3 separate regions of the Mus musculus genome follow, and regions 2 and 3 are each linked to region 1. A link is a contact called in public Hi-C data. All regions are on one chromosome and are shown on one strand. The core of a region is the stretch at or near the end of the contact, and the rest is flanking DNA. Distances in the headings are between cores, read along the strand shown.

Evidence for each region. A called contact is a pair of places that touch in the nucleus more often than the background predicts.
Region 2: a Hi-C map of bone marrow-derived macrophages shows a contact between it and region 1, with 54 read pairs. A contact is called at or near these places in 1 of 39 promoter capture datasets (macrophages), 9 of 484 Hi-C or Micro-C datasets (the HL-1 cell line, bone marrow-derived macrophages, embryonic fibroblasts and 4 more), 9 of 130 datasets of targeted methods (the HPC-7 cell line, acute myeloid leukemia, bone marrow-derived macrophages and 5 more) and 4 of 9 other capture datasets (adipose tissue, liver, macrophages and 1 more).
Region 3: a Hi-C map of group 2 innate lymphoid cells shows a contact between it and region 1, with 4 times the contacts expected there. A contact is called at or near these places in 1 of 39 promoter capture datasets (the 3T3-L1 cell line), 6 of 484 Hi-C or Micro-C datasets (the AML12 cell line, bone marrow-derived dendritic cells, bone marrow-derived macrophages and 3 more) and 5 of 130 datasets of targeted methods (CD8 T cells, the HPC-7 cell line, embryonic fibroblasts and 1 more).

The regions. Positions count from the first base shown.
Region 1 is chr19:17,162,333-17,164,963 of GRCm38.p6, forward strand. The region is part of intron 9 of Prune2 (prune homolog 2); the gene reads left to right. Among named protein-coding and RNA genes, the nearest start is that of Gcnt1, 190 kb to the right of the region's middle.
Region 2 is chr19:17,332,443-17,335,073 of GRCm38.p6, forward strand. It overlaps Gcnt1 (glucosaminyl (N-acetyl) transferase 1, core 2), which reads right to left. Exons shown (of 3, transcript NM_173442.5): 2 at 668-814. Among named protein-coding and RNA genes, the nearest start is that of Gcnt1, 23 kb to the right of the region's middle.
Region 3 is chr19:17,294,058-17,296,688 of GRCm38.p6, forward strand. No RefSeq gene overlaps it. Among named protein-coding and RNA genes, the nearest start is that of Gcnt1, 61 kb to the right of the region's middle.

The DNA of each region.
Region 1 (2,631 bases), core at 84-2,583:
CTTCCAGAGCCTTCTATAACATGTCAGGACCATGACTTTCTTCCAGCACTGTGTCTGTCTAGTCTGGAATCTTACCTACTCATCGAATTTTTAGTAACTTCATTTATGACACCTGAGTATTTCCCTTGGTAGAGTTTAAGCTTGAAAATGTATTAATTATTATCTAGATATTCAATTTCATATGATAGGACTTGTGTTTATGGTAGAGTATACCCACCTCATGGACAATACACTGTATTTTTTTGTACACTTGCACCATTGATAATATTAATTTGCCAATTAAGTATTGTAAGAAGTTAAAAATAATAACTAATAAAAATAAAGGAGTAATAACAAGGATATAACAGGTTTCTAAATTATTAAATTTTTATTTCTGGAACTTTCCGTTTAATATTTTCAGACTAGAATTGCATGTGGTAACAGAAACCACAGAAACTGTAGCTATGGGGCGGGTGGAGGAAGCTCATACCCAGTACATTACACCCTGCTAGACACAGCTAAAGCTTTTTATATTCTCTTCTTAGCAAAGACAGAAAGCCACAAATTAAGAAATCAAAGGAGCTCTAAGTTGAACTTAAAAGCAGTATTTTATTTAATTCATATGAGTACTTTATTCTAGGAAATTAAAAGTATCTAAGAATATGTTTGATATATATATATATATATATATATATAACATTTCAAAATAACTTTTAATTGGATCAAACACCCATTTAAGAATATTAAGTAAATTGAGTGAATTGAATAAATATGAATTTATATATGATGAAAGTAAAAAGCATACAAGTGTTATATTGATACTTAGATTTATGGAATACTAGAAAGTCTTTGATGTTCTTCCAAAATTCTGTCATAGCTTTAAAGATGTATGTTTATACTTTCACAACCCGGGCAAGAAGATATGTGTTGTAAAACGGAGGCTCTGTTGGGACCATGGAAATGGGTTATCCAAATTAACGATACCATTGAGACGGCAGTGTGAGCCAGATATTCCCTGTGAAGGAATAAAGTTTGCTATGTAGTCTGAATAGTCTCAAAGCAAAACAGGATAGAAACCATTTCTTGTGCATGTGCCCAGCAGCTTTAGCTCATCACAGGCACCCGAATCTAGCCGGGCAGAGCCCGCACAGCCATCAAGGCAGGAGGAAGGTGACACCGCATACACTTGTTCCTAAGTCTTTCCATTAGCTACAGCAAGTTATGGAGTCAACAACCCAATGTCAGGAAAATTCACTCGGAAGATTAGAAGCCAGGGACATGCCGCAACATTACTCCATCCAGTGAAGAAACCACAGAAGTGTCGTGAGGCGTCCTCTAGGTGGAGACGTGTAGCCAGTTCGGCAGCCTTCTGCCGCCTACTGTTTTTCATCAGGACACGCCTTTCCTACAGATGTTCATGCTCCTAAGAGTATCCCCGGATCTCTCCTAGACTTGCCGTAGGTTCTTATGGCTCAGATTTCCCTTATACCTGATGAATACCCATGAGCTTGTCGCAGTTCTTGCCTCCACACCCCCACACGTCCCATCCCCCGAGTGTGGCCTTCAGCTTTACCCTTCCCTGGTGCCTGCCTGCATGGTGTTCCAGCTGAACAGCTCAGGCTCAGTTCCATGACACCAGGGAGCAGGAGGCATGCTAGGATCTGCAGGTTTGTGCAGCTGTGAAATTACCTTTTACCTGGGTTCATACCCAGTTCTTAGGAATCTTAGCTATGCTTTGTCTAAACACGTACAACCCATACTCAATTAACCCACTGCTTCTGATGTTATTTTTGTTATTGGTTATTTTATTTATTTACATTTCAAATGTTATCCTCCTTCCTGGTTTCCCCTCAGCAAGCCCTCTATCCCATCTCTCCTCCCCCCTGCTTTTATGAGGGAGCTCGCCCACCCGCCCACTCCCACCTCACCTCCCTAGCATTCCTCTGCATTGGTGCATCAAGTCTCCACAGGACCAAGCCCCCCCCCCCCCACTCCTATTGATGTCAGATAATGCAATCCTCTGCTACATAAGCAGCTGGAGCAATGGGTCCCTCCATGTGTACTCTTTGGTTGGTGGTTTAGTCCCTGGGAGCTCTGGGTTGTTCAGTTAGTTGATATTGTTGTTCTTCTTATGGGGTTGCAAACCCCTTCAACTCCTTCAGTCCTTCCTCTAACTCCTCCACTGGGGTCCCAGTGCTCAGTCTGATGGTTGGCTGTGAGTATCCACATCAGTGTTGGTCAGGCTCTGGCAGAGCCTCTCAGGGGACAGCCATACCAGGCTCCTGTCAGCAAGCGCTTCTTGTCATCAGCAATAGTGTCTGTGTTTGGTGTCTGTATATGGGATGGATCCCTAGGTGAGGCAGTCTCTGGATGGCCTTTTCTTCAGTCTCTACTCCACTCTTTGTCCCTACATTTCCTTTAGACAGGAACAATTCTATGTTAATATTTTGGAGATGGGTGGGTGGCCCCATCCCTCAATGGGGGGCCATGTCTAATGTATGGATACGGTCTCTACAGGTTCTCTCTCCCCTTTGTTGGGTATTCCAGCTAATGTCACCCCTGTTGGGTCCTGGGAGCCTCTTGCCTTCCTAGCATCTACGACTTTCTAGTGGCTACCCCCAGTTATTTCTTAACTGTAAGGACACTTGAAAC
Region 2 (2,631 bases), core at 84-2,583, 170 kb after region 1:
AGGTAACCTAGACCCAAAAGGACACACACCACAGGAGTCTAGCATGGCTGTCCTCTGAGAGGCTCCACCCAGCAGCAAACTCAGATGGGGATGCAGAGACCCAGTGCCAAACAGTAGATGGAGCTTGGGGACTCTTATGGAAGAATTGGGAGAAGGACTGCAGGTCCCAAAGGGGATTGGGACTCCACACAAAGACCAACAAGAGTCAACTAATCTGGACCCTTGGAGCTCTCAGAGAGTGAACCACCAACCAGACAACATACATGGGCAGGATCTAACCCCCCTGAACCACCCCAACATATATATCAGATGTGCAGCTTGGTCTTCATGTGGGTCCCAAACAACTAGGGTAGGAGGCTATCCCAAAAGCTGTTACCTGTCTGTGGGCTATGTACTTCTCGCTGGGCTGCCTTGTCTAGCCTCCGTGAGAAAGGATGTACTTAGCAGAGACTTGATGTGCTAGGGTAGGAGGATACCAAGAGGGGCCTCCATCCTCTCAGAGGAGAAGAGGAGAGGGAGAAGGGTCGTGGGAGGAGGTGACTGGGAGGGGGGGCCTGTGAGCAGTATGTGAAGTAAATAAATAAAAATAAATAGACTAAAAATAAACAAACAAATAACATTTAAAAAGAAGAAAAAGAAATAGAAAAACATTCGGACTTTATTTTACCGTTTAGAATCACAGGAAGCCTGAATCTGTTGAGGCTCTGACTCCTGGTGACATCCTGTACTTGCTCAGAGGGAATATTGTGCTGCCAAGTTCCTATCAAGCACCAGGCATCCAGCGATGACATGTCCCAGCAGGCTTTCCAACAGCCTGTAAAATAGAGAGGGAGGGGAGAGACGGTGCTGATGGTGTGTGCGCTTGCCGTATGCACACCACGAGAAAGCAGCTATTCCAGTGTGTTTACCCAACACCCCCTCCATCAAATATGTGGCTTGCCCAGGCCTCTACAGTCTTACTCTTTTTCTAATTCTATGTTTGTGGGATTTAGGTTAAACTCTTTTTCTTATTTTCTCTCTTCCTCCTCCTTTGAGATTCAAACCAAAGACCTAATGTATGCTAAATAAGCTGCATGGGATAAGCTTTCCAAGATAAACTCCAACAACATTCCCAAAATGAGTGCTAGGGAAGAGATTAACCGGCTAATCTAACTGGAAAATCCCACCCACTTTGTCCTCTCTATGAAGGCTCCCATGCTCACCAACATGTCAGCAACAACCTCACAGGTGAGTAGGCTGTTCACGTCATTACCAATACTTGAAGATTGTACTACTAACATATCAACAATGGGGTGGGGGTGGGGGTGCCTTGAGAGATGGCTTGCTGCTCTTCCAGCTGATTTGTTTGGTTCCCAGCAACCATGCCAACTGGGTCAGGCTCCATATTCACACACAACCATACACAATAGACATAACTAAAGATAAAATAAATATTAACTTAAAAATATCAACAATAACCAATATTCCTCTAAGTAACCCTTGCCCCTTTTTAGTTTCGGGAAGAAGAAAAAGAGCAGTCATTAGCAGATCAGGAAGTTAACTGGACAGAGACTTCCCCCTTTCCTTTTCTCTTTCTGAGGCAAAGTCTCACTGTGCAACCAAGTCCTGTGAATCTGTAATCCTCCAGCCTTTGTCTCTAGGGTGCTGGGATTACAGAGCTGATTAGAGACTTGAGTGGCTTCTCACAACAATACGAACCTCTTTCAAAAAAAAAGGCACTAAATAAATCCGATTTCCAGAGTCAACACTATATCACAAAATGCACAGCTACAACAACAAACACAAGACATGAAAAGAAACCCAAAACTTTGCCCCATACATAGGGGGAAAATGGTCAATCCTATCCCCAAAAGCAATTAGGCACTTGTCTTAAGCGACTAACTACTATCCATCCATTCAAACAAAACAGACTAAATAACTACTATACATCCATTCAAACAAAACAGACTAAATAACTACTATACATCCATTCAAACAACTTAAGAATTAAACAAAATTATGAGATAGCTAACCAAATTGAGACATTGAGACTGGCAGTAAAAAAAAGCATGGCACAGTGAGTCTATGAGACCCAAGTGACAACATGAAAAGCAAGTGTCTGGAAATGTGGGTAGGGGACTCCCAGAAGAAAAGAACAAAGAAAGAAGGACATGGAAAGAAATGTTTAATAATGATCGAAAAGCTGTATTCAAAATTGCCAAAATTTGGACATACGCTGTGCTTCGGTAAGTAAATAGATAAACATACTGAGGTATACCATAACTAAGAGCAATGAGTTCACAGCTCAGAGACTGTAAAGTGGAAATACGCACAGCCAAGACATAAAGACCTGGAGAGGACGTTCCTGTCACAGTTAAGCTGAGCTCAGCAATAGTTCCCACAGTGTGAGCGTCTTAAGCAGGGAGCCTATACAACTGATGTTTGGGTGGGATCATTCCTAGGCTCAGTGTAAGGTCATGGAGACAACAGTGGTGGCCGGAGCACTTCTGGACATGCTTAGCAAGTGTTGGCTGGGAACAAAGAAGATGTTCTAAGAGTGCATTCACAGGAGGCGCCTCCTCAGAGAGCCAGCCTCACTTGCTGGCTAACATACACGCAACAGCGACACATGACGGATTGACTAAAGGAAGT
Region 3 (2,631 bases), core at 39-2,538, 130 kb after region 1:
CTCCATCCAGGCTTGAAGTCAAGTCCAGAGGGGCAGTGAGGACAAAGATCATCTGGCTTAAGTTGTCCTATGTAAGTTGCCCAGAAAGGGTCAAGAAAGGGGCCTGAAACAAGGCGCAAGCCCATTCAGGCGTTTTCTGCGGAGGTTGTAGCCGCTACCTGGTTGGGCTGGGATTCTGTTCTTTCTGGAGGATTCTGGCTGGGCTTCAGTGTTTTTCAGCAATAGTTCCTGTCTCCCTGATGCTGCAGTGTGTCCCTTAGTCCCGCTCCCACCCTCAGGCAGGCACCTAACCAGGAAAGTTTGCTGATGTCAGTTTGAAAACATGGGACCTAGGTGTCTGGAACATTTTAATTCTGTCTCCACTTTTTTTTTTTTAATGGGAAACAGAATGAAATAACAATGTGGGCACAGCTCCAAATCAATTGTGCTGTCAGGTTGGCAGCTCCTAGACCAGGCTACTGGAGTTCAAATCCAAAGATGGTTTCTGCTATGGTCAAGCGTCAGCTCTGGCTGAGACTTCCAGTTTTTAATTCTAGTGTGTATTGAGTTGACAAAATCTAACCTGTGCATTTGATGAGTGAGTTAGCGTCACTCATGGGGAAATCAGAGGACAGAGCATGCGAAACTGTCCTCCACCAGTGTGGGATCGGACTCAGGGCACCGGGCTTTGCAGCAGGGGCTTCTCCCGCTGAAAAGCTGATTTAATTCTATACAGACTTCTTATCCATAAAAATTTAAAAAAAAATAAGAACAGTTATGACATCCTGATAGTCTCCCTTCTTCCTTCCTTCTGTCCCTCCCTCCATTCTCCAATACTATTAAGATTTATAAAACTCACAGGCGAAGCGATAATTTCTGCATCTGTTTCATACATGAACATACATGCCTTCTTTTGCTAAGACTGCGAAGTTTCTGACTTCATTTTGATTCTTAGTTTGAAAGAAATTTGTGTACACATCTTTTTCCCCTCTTAATCATTTTTATTATTATTATTCAGTTCATAGCAGAATTGTGTTCCATGACGAACCATGCTTGCTTGGCACAGTAGAGTTTTAGCACAGGCAAGCCCTCAGTCCCAAGCAAACTGGGGCATTTGGCCACTGTGGCTATATCTCTGACCCTAAGGTCTTGTTTGGTGTGTAGCACAGCCTAAGAACAAAGGGAACAAGTATTGCTCAGCTAGGGAGAAGTCCGAAGCTGTAAACTGTCCTCTCATATGTATATCTGAACAACAGCAACACATTCTGAGAAACTTGTTAGGCCACTTCCTGTGTCGCCTTCAACTGAGTTTACAGAAACCGAGACTAACTGAAACTGAGTTAATCATCAGAAACCTGAGGTATAGGACCATCACTCTGCATATTAGCAGGAAACTCTCCTTTTTTACAAGTGGAATGACTATACACAAAGATGCTGATTAAAAAAAAAAACAATTAGTAATTACGTAAACCAGAGACATAGTAGCTGAGCCCCATTGCTACACATTGTGTGCTGTGCATCACTGTGGATGTAGCACACTCTGGTATGACTAACACATAGTAGGTCTGCTCACACATCACAAACAGGACAGATGTGCAGGGCACTCTTGGGACAGCATTAGATAACAAGTGTTTTTCAGATCTGCTAGCATCTTACAGGATCACTGTCCTATGTACCACTGAGCATAATATTGTCCCGATGTATGACTGGGCCTGACCCGTTTCTGATCTGAAGGGGAGGCATATGCCTCGTGGTATAGCCAGGGCTGGTTGATCAGTTGTCTTGAGACTTTCTGAGTTTTCTTTCTTTCTTTCTTTCTTTCTTTCTTTCTTTCTTTCTTTCTTTCTTTCTTTCTTTCTTTCTTTCTTTCTTTCTTTCTTCCTTCCTTCCTTCCTTCCTTCCTTCCTTCCTTCCTTCCTTCCTTCCTTTCTTTCTTTCTTTCTTTCTTTCTTTCTTTCTTTCTTTCTTTCTTTCTTTCTTTCTTTCCTGAGGACAGGTCATCCTCTCTGTTATGGAGCTGGGACGCTCTGTGTTTCTAGCACACATCTTACTCCCTTTCCCTTCTTCACAGGCTTCTGATGGTTGTTTTGCCCTCTTCTCTCCTCTCCAGAACCTTGACTTTGAGTTGCCACTTTGTGTCTCTGTGCTTCCTTCTGAGCTGGTGTTGCTCTCTCTCAATGTTGCCCCATGTGGTGTTTCCTCAATCAGATAAGAGGCCTGGAGACCGCCTGACATTAGCAATCAGCACCATCGGCTTCTCTGACGCCCACTTCGTGACAAGACAGCAAGTGTTTGTTATGAAGTTGGCATGGTGCACGTTATCTGAGAGTTTGAGCACCACAATGTAAGTTCCCTTATGACCCCATTTTAAAGAGGTACAAACCAAAAATCAAAGATAGAGCCCCATTCAAAGACCCACACCTCCTAAGTGGCATGGCAGGCATTTAAACCCAGTTTCTTTAAAAATAGCGTCTGAGAACTCCCTTCCTATAGCATGTCACCTCTAGAGCGACTTGTTCCATCTTCCATATCATCTGTGTTCATTAAAGCTCCCAAAGTCTTGAAGTGATCTAATTTACTTCTAATTAACTAAGCCCAATGAGAAACTGAAAACAGCATTTCTTTCTTTCTTGGCTGTGTTTTGGTTTGGTT